Regions from separate parts of the Zea mays genome. Here region 1 is linked to region 2. Evidence: chromatin contacts called from public Hi-C data. All regions are on one chromosome and are shown on one strand. The core of a region is the stretch at or near the end of the contact, and the rest is flanking DNA. Distances in the headings are between cores, read along the strand shown. Region 1 has its middle 57 kb from the start of LOC100216876. Region 2 holds the start of LOC100280617 (HMG box family protein).

Region 1 (5,718 bases), core at 42-2,541, 84 kb before region 2:
GAAGGGGATTAGAGGGCCTAAAATCTGAATAGCAAGAGGATTTTAGCCTTTTCAATCTCTTTCGGTATTCTTGCTCTCAAACAAGCCGCTAAGATGACCACGATTTACGATGATCAACCCAGGTAGGAAACAGGGGGATTTTCTTGACATGCTAATCCCCTCTCCGAGGGCTAGTTTGACAACCCTATTTTTTTTGAGGGATTTTTTATTTTCTTAAGGAAAATTAGTTCGTTTTTTTCTCAAAAAATTAAAAAAACTTTTAGAAAAATAGAATTGTCAAACTAGCCCCAACCGGAGCCGAGAATTTAGTTATTTCTATGCGGCTGCTTGAAATTATGAAGTTGCAGGAGATTGGATGATGGAATCTAACAGATCAAGCATAAACAAAGTTGTCAGGTGGCTTCACTTTTCTGCACTGTTGAAAATTTAGAACATTTAATTTAAATTTAATCTGAAAATAAAGCAGGATCAGGATGATGAACGTTATAACATTTAATTTTAATTTAATCTGAAAATAAAGCAAGATCATGACGATAAACTTGTATAGAAAGCGAATAAACCTAAATATGTGCATCATATCAATTAAAATTAAACCTTGAACTGATAGAGCAATGTGTAAACAGATTAAACAGATACCAATTAAAATTCAACCTTGAACTGATAGAGCAATTTGTAAACAGATTAAACATAACAGCGTGGAAAATATGATGAGATAGTTGCATGTTTGTTCCTTGTTGACGATGAGGTAGAGAAGACAACGTCGATATTCAACATTGTCTCATTGTTGTCGATGATGTAAAACGTCCACGCGACGAGTAGGTCGACGAGTCGTAGCGACGAGGAAGCATCCAAGCAGGATTGTCGAGGGCGATGGTTCTAGAGACAAACCTGCTCTCCGGTCCGCTAGTGCATAACGACGATATAGATGAAGTAGCATATGCGGCAGCCCAGCACGCAGGACGAGACTAGAATAAATGTGTTGGCTGCTGGTGTGTTTAATGGTAGCACACGTAGGTAAGTATTTATAAGGGAAAACCGTGTTTGGTTCCAAAAAATCAGTAACCGATAAGGATTCACTAGTTCGTATTAGATAAAGATCGTACCAAGTAAGAATCAATTGATCCGGTCTGCACCTGATAAGCCTTAGCAAATTAGGAATCCATATTAAACTTATCAAATAAGGGTTCTGGAATAAGCGGCAAAACAAAACTGCAAAAGCAAGCCGTGGGCGCGCAAGGCTTGGACCCCGAATTGGCCTGGCCTGGCGAAACGAGTGAGTGCGCGCATGTGTTTTCCTTCTACTTATGACTGCGCGCCACTCCTCAGCCACGCCGGCGACTTCCCTCCCATGACTCCCTCCCTTCCTCCACGAACGATGGAACGTATATCGATTAAATGCCATCAAAGTGGCATGCCCTCTACATCCTATAAATCCGGGCACGAGATCACTCATCCCCTCCCCTGCTAGTTCTCCCACTTGCTTGCCCTGTCCCTCCCCATTTCTCTCCCACGCAGGAAATGCTCGCACGCAAGGTAGTGGACGACGCCAATCTACTAGCTCACGCTGGCCACAACCCCTCCCGCGCCTGCTCGTTTTTCTCGAGTAGTGGAGCTCACAACGACTGCCCGTTCACCTCTGCACTGTTGTTACGCCATCAATCGTGCCCTCTGCTCTTCCCGCACACGTCGATCTCCATTAATGAAGATCCTCCACCGGTGGCGTCTGCTCGTCTCCCTGGCGCCCCTCAGTCTCCCTCACCGGCCTATAAAATCTCACCGAGCTCGCATCCTCCTTAGTTGCTCTCCCTTGCTGCTCTGTCTTACCTGCCAGTTTTTCCTCGCGCTCTCGTCATAGCCTGCTGCCGCGCTCGCGTCTCGCCGGTCGTCGCTCTCATCGAAGCTCTGCGCCCATGCCACAATACGGCGTCGTGGTTGAACTTCTACGCGCTGCAACGTTGATCTCTGTTAGAGTACGCTGTTGGGAATGAGTCGAGCACCACTCCCGGCGCTCAGATCCTCTCTCGAAGTTTATGGAGGTAGCAGTAGGTATGGGGATAGGGTACACGACGGCACACCGTCGGTTCGCCGGACGCAGCCGGGTCCAGTTCCAAGTTCCAGTCCAATCCTTTCCTCCTCTCCACGGCAGTGTATATTCTTCTCTCTGTTAGCTGCTAAACCATCTGGGCCTAAATCATTTCACCCATTCATGGCCCGAGAGCCGGACGTTGGGCCGTGTCACCCGTTGGCTTCTCCTAGGCCCATCAGCGCGCACACCTGGCTCCATTCCCCATCTCTCTCCCACACTGACGCTTGCATCTCCATCCGCCGGTACGCTGACATTTTCCCCTCCTGAAACGCCAGCTTGTCCCCAAGCTGGAGCGAATGGAAAACGCCGCTTGATGTCGCTTTCTCCCTCCCAGGTGGCCAATGTCGGATGCCATCCACTCCATTGAATCAAAAGCTGATTCTGGACTTTCCCCGCTTGACGCCTCAACCTGGTATCAAGCACAGCAACTGGCACCTGAAGATTATGAGACAAATCAGGTAACACTGGACTCACCGGGATACGAGATCCAATGACCGCCTTGAGCTGAGAAACGTGGAAGACCGGATGAATAGAACTGCCAGCTGGTAAAGCCAGTTCATAAGCCACAGGATTGATTTGTCTTTTAATAGCATAAGGGCCGAAGAACCGGAAAGACAGTTTCTGGTTCTGCCTCTCGGTTATCGACGACTGACAATAGGGCTGCAGTTTCAGAAATACTTGGTCCCCAACTGAAAAAGATCGTTCAGTTCTGCCCCGATCAGCCTGCCTTTTCATTCGTGCTTGAGCTCGTTGGAGATGCATGCGTACCTGTTGCAGCACCTTCTGTCTGTCCTCCAAAAACTGCTGAAGATCTAGAACCTCACACTGTTCAGCAGCTACCAGTCCCAACTGTGTTGGCACATGGCCATAAAGCACTTCAAATGGAGACTTACCAAGGGATGAGTGATGGCAGGTGTTGTACCAAAATTCCGCCAGCGATAACCACATGGGCCATTGTCGAGGACATGAGTGAACAAAACAGCGAAGATAGGTTTCAAGACACTGATTGACTCTCTCTGTTTGTCCGTCCGATTGTGGATGATAGGAGCTGCTAAGACACAGCTGAGTACCAGTTAGTCTGAAAAGTTCTTGCCACAAGCGACTGGTAAAAATAGGATCACGGTCTGAAATAATAGCTGTTGGCAACCCATGCAGTCTGTATACTTCGGACAAAAATGTTTTAGCCACCGTTAAAGCAGTGAAAGGGTGTTTCAAAACCATAAAGTGGGCATACTTGGATAGCTTGTCCACAACCACCAGAATACAATTTCCTTTGCCTGTTGGAGGAAGTCCAGAAATAAAATCAAGGCTAACCGTTTGCCATGCTTGTTTAGGGACTGGAAGCGGCAATAGTAATCCTGGGTATTTAACCCTTTCCGGTTTAGCCTGTTGACAGATCTGACACCCTTGAACAAATTCACGGATTTGGTGCTTCATTCCTGGCCAGGCAAAATTAGATTTAATTCTTCGATAGGTAACTGGAAATCCAGAATGACCGCCAACTGCGCTATCATGTAATGTCGACATCACCTTCTGATGCATCTCTTGATTATTTCCCAGCCAGATCCTTCCTTTGTACCGAATAACACCTTGGGTGATTGTATAGTGTGCCAGTTGACCACCCACAGCTAGCTGAGTTAATATTTTCTTTGCCGTCGGGTCTTGATCATACCCTTGAGTAACCTGCAGCAACCAGTCGGGTGTAATAGTAGACATGGATACTGTGTTCAAATGAGCATTGGCTGTATCTTGATCCATATTGGGTCTTCTGGACAGAGCATCAGCAACCCGATTTTCACTGCCTTGCTTGTACTGGATTTTATACTGTAACCCCAGCAGTTTAGTCAAGGCTTTCTGCTGCCATGGTGTAGACAACCTCTGATCATCCAAATGAGTCAAGCTTTGGTGATCTGTTTTGATGATAAATTCACCATGCTGAAGGTAGGGACGCCAGTGCTCGACAGCAAAAAGAATGGCTAAACATTCTTTTTCATAGATAGATAATCCCATGTTCTTTGGACACAAAGCTCGACTGATATAGGCCACTGGATGTCCTTCCTGCTGCAAAACGGCCCCAACTCCACCCCCACTGGCATCAGTCTCGATGGTGAATGATTTAGAAAAATTTGGTATGGCCAAAACTGGCGCCTGTGCCAAAGCTGTTTTTAAAGTATTGAATGACTTGTCTGCTAATTCAGTCCACACAAATATAGTATCCTTCTTTAATAAAGTAGTGAGGGGCCTACTGATGATTCCAAAATGGGCAACAAATTTTCTATAGTAACCTGCCATTCCCAAAAAACTGCGGACATCTTTGGTTGATTTTGGTATGGGCCAGTTCTGAATGACTTCCACCTTCTTTGGGTCAGTGGTAATGCCAGCTGCACTAACTATGTGGCCCAGAAATTCCAATTTCTCTTGAGCAAACAAGCATTTCGACTGCTTCAAATGTAATTTTTGTTGGCTGAGCAACTCAAATACTTGTCTCAAGTGTCTGACATGGTCTTCAAGAGTTGCACTATAGACCAACACATCATCAATAAAGACAACCACACACTTTCGTAGCAAGGGAGCCAGCAGTCTATTCATAAAACTTTGGAAAGTGGCCGGAGCTCCAGTTAAACCAAAAGGCATAACCCTATACTCAAAATGTCCGTGGTGTGTTTGGAATGCAGTCTTGTACTCATCACCTTCCTTGATGCGTATCTGATGGTAGCCTGACCGATGATCCAATTTAGAAAATATAGATGCTCCTTGCAGCTCATCCACTATTTCCTCAAAAATAGGCATGGGATACCTATTCTTGACTGTATAAGCATTTAGTTTTCTATAATCCACACACAAACGCCATTCACCATCTTTTTTCTTTACTAATAAAATAGGTGATGCAAAAGGGCTGAAACTCTGCTGTATCACACCACTATCCAACATTTCCTTGACTTGCTTCTCTATCTCATTTTTCTGTTGTGGAGTATACCGATAAGGTCGAAGCCTAAAAGGTGGAGCACCAGGCAAGAGCTCAATGGCATGATCAACTGCTCTCTTGGGAGGAAGACCAGTAGGTTTCAAGAAAAGATGTTGATATTGGTCCACCACTCGCTTGATCGACTCAGGAACCAGTGTCACAGCTGTATCCCCACTTTCCACTCCATGTAACTCCAAAAGTTGCTCAACAGCCTCCTGTCTGATCAATGACCCCAGTTGAAAACAAGTTAGACTGTAGCAGGTCTGAATTTTGGGTTGAACTCCTTGTAACTGCACCCTTCTGTGGTTATAGTCAAACTCCAACCGTTTTTCTGCCCAGTGAACTTCCATTGGATTGTGACACTCCAACCAGTCCATACCCAAAATTATGTCGTAACCACCCAGAGGCAAAATCTTGAAATCAGTAGAAAATGTCAACCCACCACAAAGCCACTTGCAATTGGGAACCCAATATTTGCTCACAAAAGTTCTTCCATCAGCCACCTTGACCCTCACTGGCTTGGCCAGTAACTGTACCCCCGGCATGACTCCCATAAGATGACTGCCCAAGAAACTGGCAGAACTTCCTGAATCTACTAGAACCGACACCTGTTGACAATGCACCGAGGCCCACAATCGAATTGTTTGGCTACCTTCGCTCCCATTAA
Region 2 (5,268 bases), core at 1,249-3,748:
AAAATCATATTAAAGATGATGCATAAAAGCCGCACTAGATATGATAGTACTAGTTAAATAGCTAAAAATTCATTGTCAGAAGACATGTACTAAAAAAGCTCAGCTTATATCATTTTAATTTACTAGTAGCTGGCGCGCGCAGGGCGCGTGCGGCGTCGTGGTTCAAAAACATTTATAAGTGATTTTTATAAGTAACTATATGTGGTATGATTTTAGTGTTCCTTTGCATGAAGGAAGGTATTTCTATACAGGTAGATGTTCTGGCACATAATGCTTAATTTGTCTTTACTGACCTAGTGACCTATCATACAAAAGCAAGCTAGATTTGCCTGCTATAAAAATGTATTAGTAAAAAGGTTGACATGTAGTGCTTGAGACATGGAACTAAATGTATTCATCACCTCTGTGTACTATTTCATAGAAGCTTGCTACAAATTTATTGTCTTCCACTTACCTTCGTATCATGAGTATTAGATGGCACATATTGCTGTGTTTTTAGGACAATGAAAAATTGAAAGTATGACATATGTTGTGCACCTCTATGTTGGCATTGTTCTTTCATGAGGTTGTATGAACTATTGTCCTTAGTGTTGTTTAGCTCGAATGTTTTGAAACTAGATTTGCCAAAATCGAAGTAATGGTCCACATGGTGTCGTTGTTATTATTCCTGAAGTTGTGATGAATATTGAACAATGCTTCACCAAGTTTCATCTAAACATATGCCTCCATATAAATTGTACCGATACAAAATCAAATATCAAGTTTCATCTAAACATATGCATCCATATAAATTGTACTGATACTAAATAAAATATCAATGTGCAAGTTTTATAAGTGACAACAGGATTTGGAAAGTGACAACGTTAGAACTTAGAAAGGACTGAAAAGTATGCTGATAAAAAGAAGAAAGTGTGTTATCAAGTGTGTATGAGCTATTCCTTCTGTCAATTTTTGGACGTAACTTCACAAAAAACAAATAAGAATTAAGAAAGAAGAAAACCAAAGAAACCATAAGACTCAGATGCTTGTAAGAATAAGACATAAAGCATCGTATCACCTATTTGCTTGATGATGTGACCAATACACGTTTTTATGCTGGGTGGATGTAGGTCAGGATGCCTTTTGCAAGCCAAGAAGCAGCAAATGCTCCTCTTTCCATCAGACCCATTTGGTCAACTGGTTAATGTCACATGATGATAAAAAAAATAAAACTGTTAATTTAATATGGTGATGGAACATGATGCTATTATATAGGATTTATCTTGTTTGATATATTGGCCTAAACCACAATGCTGAAGAGTTCATTAATTATTTTTATGATTAAATATTACTATAGGTAGATGCTACTATCTGACAGGCCCGAACGCGTAGAGAAGCAAAGAATGTTTTTATTTGTACAAAAATTGTTAGTAGTTTAGGACAGAAGAGTCCACACGGTCTAGATACGAACGCTAGGAGCGAGGCGGAGCTCAACCGCTTGTCCTAAGGGGTAGGGGCATGGGGGAGCACCTCAGCACGGTGGAGCCAGCCGCTCGGCGCCGACGTCTGTCGGGACGTGGCGCCAGGGAGGAGCTCGGCGGTGCTCGTTGGCGGCGCGGGAGCGGAACAGGCGGAGCGCTCGACATCAACATTCTTGGGCGGGGGTAGGATGGAGTTGGACATCCTGAGCGGCGGCGGTCAGTCGAGGGAGGACAGAGACTGACGGGGCGATACCGCAACAGGGCAGGCTGACCTGCGGAGGTGTTCTCCGGCGTCTCCTCTGGCTTCTCCGGTGGCCGGACCTCGTCCACCAGAGTGGTCAACATATGCTGAGCTCTCAGCATCTCCTCTGGCTTCTCCGGCACCATGATCTGCTTCGCGGCCGGTGCTGGCTCCATTGCAGGCTTCTCCGGCGGCCCGACCTCGTCTACCATAGCGATGGCCTCTCTCAGCTTGTGTTGTGGGGCTGCAGGACTCATCAGCTTGACTGGGACCTCAGATTGTTTTTTACTCGTCCATTCGCATTCGTCTAGAAGAGTCGGGTGGTTCACCGATGCCAAATCGTGACCGTCGATTGTCGATCGTGTGGAGGAAACAACCGATTTTAGTCTGGAAGCATCGTGTCGCGTGGAGCGGAAAAGTATCGACCGGAAGGATCGAGACGTAGAGAATGAAGGAGCGTAGTGATGAATGAAATTACATGGACACAAGATTGTATCGTGATCATTGATTGGAAATCTAAGGCCTGGAAATATTTGGGATGACGTGGATAGCCTTATAGGCACCGTTTCCGTCCAGCTTTAATAATAAAGAAATATTGGTATAGGACGGATCCTCCTCACGACTTTAGTAACACGTTGTTATTGCTGCAATGTATTATTGTTTCAGCCATCTATGTCTAGATACATGTCATAGTCTCTATTATGTAGGAGTATTTATTTTCTGGTTTTTATAAAGGATTTTTTATGTGTTTTCTATATCCATGGATATCTATTATTATTAGCAGATGTTATTTTATAAATAAGTTTGCATCCATCCATCTTGTCTCTCCTTTATTTGACGGTAACACAAATGGCTCTCTACCTCCACCTCATAACAACCTTAGGTTACAGTAACGTTATCTCTCTTCCATCCTTTCTCTCTCTACCTATCTGTTCCCAAGTATAGAATATAGGAGGAGTATATTTTTTTAGAGATCGTTAACCTCTCACAGTAATCCCTCCTTTTGCCCAAAACCTAAAGGAAGCCAAAGTGGGAGCACCAAAATATTCGCGGCGGGTGCATAGTTGTTTGTTTAGGAGAAGACGAGGTTAAGGTAAGCAAAGCGCATGGATCATACTCTCTCCTACACATGGTGTCATCGCATATACATCTTTGATGAGGGATAAGTGTGTGAGAGAGGAGGTGGGCGGCCACCACCACCTCCTCCACGTATCAGCCGCCGGAGCGCAGGCGACGATGACGACGGTTCCGTCGCTTTTGTGCAGAGGAGATGACCGAGCCGGCACCTGCGGCAGCAGCGGAGGAGAAGAAGGCCGTCGCGGACACGGCTGCGGCTGTGGTGGCGAAGGGAAAAGAGAAGGAGGAGGCGGCGCCAACTCTGGCGGCCGGCGCCAGGGGGAGGTTCGTGGCCTACCCGGCGCGGGTGACGGAGCACACGGACGTGGTGGCGGACGCCGCGCGCTTCAGGGCGGCGCTCGAGGGGCTGCACGCGCACATGAACACGAGGCTCAAGTAAGCATTTTTCGACTTCCAATCCTCGCCGCCGGTGCCGATCCTGTTGCCGCATTTTTAATTCCCTTCGCCTTTTCTTTTGAATCTGATGCGAGCCGTTACAGTTGTTACTATCCTTGTTGCCTTTACCTTAATTTCTTCAATTCAATGCGCGAAAATGGCAACTTGATATAAATGCGTGGTGGGAAAGACAAGTTTGAGGGGCGGTGCCCCAGCGATCTGAGGAGCCGCATGCCATCGATTTTGACTAATCAATCCGTGTTCGCGTTCGCTTTATAACATTTATTTTTTATGTGTGGACCAAAAAAATCCCCCGACATGGTTGGGGATTGCGGCCATCCATATATCGGATGGCCTACATTGGTATCTTGCTGCTATTCTCGATTTTTTGTTATGAGATGGTTTGCTCAAAGTCTCCTGTTGCATCTGGAATTTTTTGTTTGTGTAATGAAAAATGATGTCTGATGTATTGAACAACTAGGATGTCTTTTGTCAGCGAAAGTATTGATTTGTTCTGCTTGCTGGCTTGCTTTGTGAGGTTATTGCAAATTGGAAAGTGTATTTTGGCTTCAAACTTTAGTGTTGTTTTCATTCAAATGTATGGCCATACCAATTAGATAGACCTGGGGCAAAGAAAGGTCGTTTGCTTGTAGCCTATTCTTTGTTTTTCGTCTGTTCTGTCACAGAACTATGTATGGAAATCCATCTTCTGTGTCCCTAATTCCTAACGTCAATTGGATTATCTAATTAGATAAATAGATATAATAGTATTATGTGCTATCCTCCTTTCTCACATATCGAGGACACACTTTCCTATATATGTTGAAGAGCTTGAATAACTGATGGCTTAGATTATTGAACATTTTCTGGTCCTGTTCACTTAAAATTGACATTTAGATCAATTTGAGCATAATAGGTCTCGGGCAAGTCAACGCTAAAGCTAGCCATTCTAATGGAGATGAAATTCGAAAGAAATCTGTTGGAGCGTAACCCTCTTAGCTAGCACCATATCGGAATCCGGATATGGTGTTAAATGGGCAAGGGTCGGATTGACACCCCACTAGTGATGTGCCATGTCATGATCTGGGCACGATGTCAAGCGAGCAAGGATCAGGACACTACTTCCTTAGTGGCACGCTACATCAGTGTCCAGGTGTAGTAAAAAATGTGCAAGGATTTTCAGATCATCATCGATGGGTGTGAAGGGTAAGGAAGCTAGTCGAGCCAACTAGAATCCGTTTAGGTAGTTGGAATATAAGGTTGCTCATAGGTAAGTTAACAGTTAGTTAAGATAGTGACTAGGAGGCGTGTAAATATCTTGTACGTCCAAGAGACTAAATGAAATGGTCAGAAGGTAAAGGAGGTGGACAATACATGCTACAAGCTTTGGTACACAAGATAACTACAAGCCTGCAAACAGAAATAGGATAGGAGTTTTGATTGGCAAGAGCTTTAAGAATGGGGTGGTGGATGTGAGAAGGCAAGGAGATATGATTATTAATTATCTTAGTCAAGCTTGTTGTGGGTGATTGGTCTTGAACGTAATTTTTTTTTTCTCGAAAGCGCAGGGGAACTGCGCCTTAAAATATATTAAGAAGAGGAAAAAAAGGTCTAAAATAGACCAGGTTACAAACAATAAGCTCCTTACGGAGGCCAGAACCTCCTATAAGTGAAAGAGTCCAATAAAGCCAGACTCAAAAAACTACTACTAAAATAGAAACAGCAGGAATCAGCCATTTGTTAAGGAAGCTGCCAAGAAAGAAAGGCCCTTGGCCCCAGCTAATGCCCACAGTCTTCTCTCATCATCAGCCTGCCGAAGGATAGAGGGGAGACAGGGAGTTTGTCCATCAAAAACGCATTTGTTACGGTGGTTCCAGATCATCCAGGCCCCCAAAGAGATCAGTGAATTCAGACCTTTCTTGACCATTCCCTGAACAGTTTCAGAAATCATCTCCCACCAATCCAGGAAGGAAGTCAGGCCCGGCTGGGGGGCCAAGATATCCAACCCGAACTTTCTGAGCAGATTATACCAGAAAAGCCTTGCAAACACACATG

The links. A called contact is a pair of places that touch in the nucleus more often than the background predicts.
Region 1: a contact with region 2 is called in a Hi-C map of ear, with 2.0 times the contacts expected there. The contact joins the enhancer-like site here to the promoter of LOC100280617 in region 2. A contact is called at or near these places in 7 of 25 Hi-C or Micro-C datasets (bundle sheath, ear, endosperm and 2 more).

What each region holds. Positions count from the first base shown.
Region 1 is chr4:226,190,429-226,196,146 of Zm-B73-REFERENCE-NAM-5.0, reverse strand. No RefSeq gene overlaps it. Among protein-coding and RNA genes, the nearest start is that of LOC100216876, 57 kb to the left of the region's middle. Within about 2 kb of position 1,291, at least 8 of the 20 cell types and tissues checked have an H3K27ac peak or open chromatin away from gene starts, as enhancers often do. A contact at or near this core is called in ear, endosperm and leaf, where this site is marked.
Region 2 is chr4:226,108,495-226,113,762 of Zm-B73-REFERENCE-NAM-5.0, reverse strand. It overlaps LOC100280617 (HMG box family protein), which reads left to right and starts at 2,498. Exons shown (of 8, transcript NM_001408093.1): 1 at 2,498-2,794; 2 at 2,967-3,213. The coding sequence starts at 2,972. It also overlaps LOC103654675.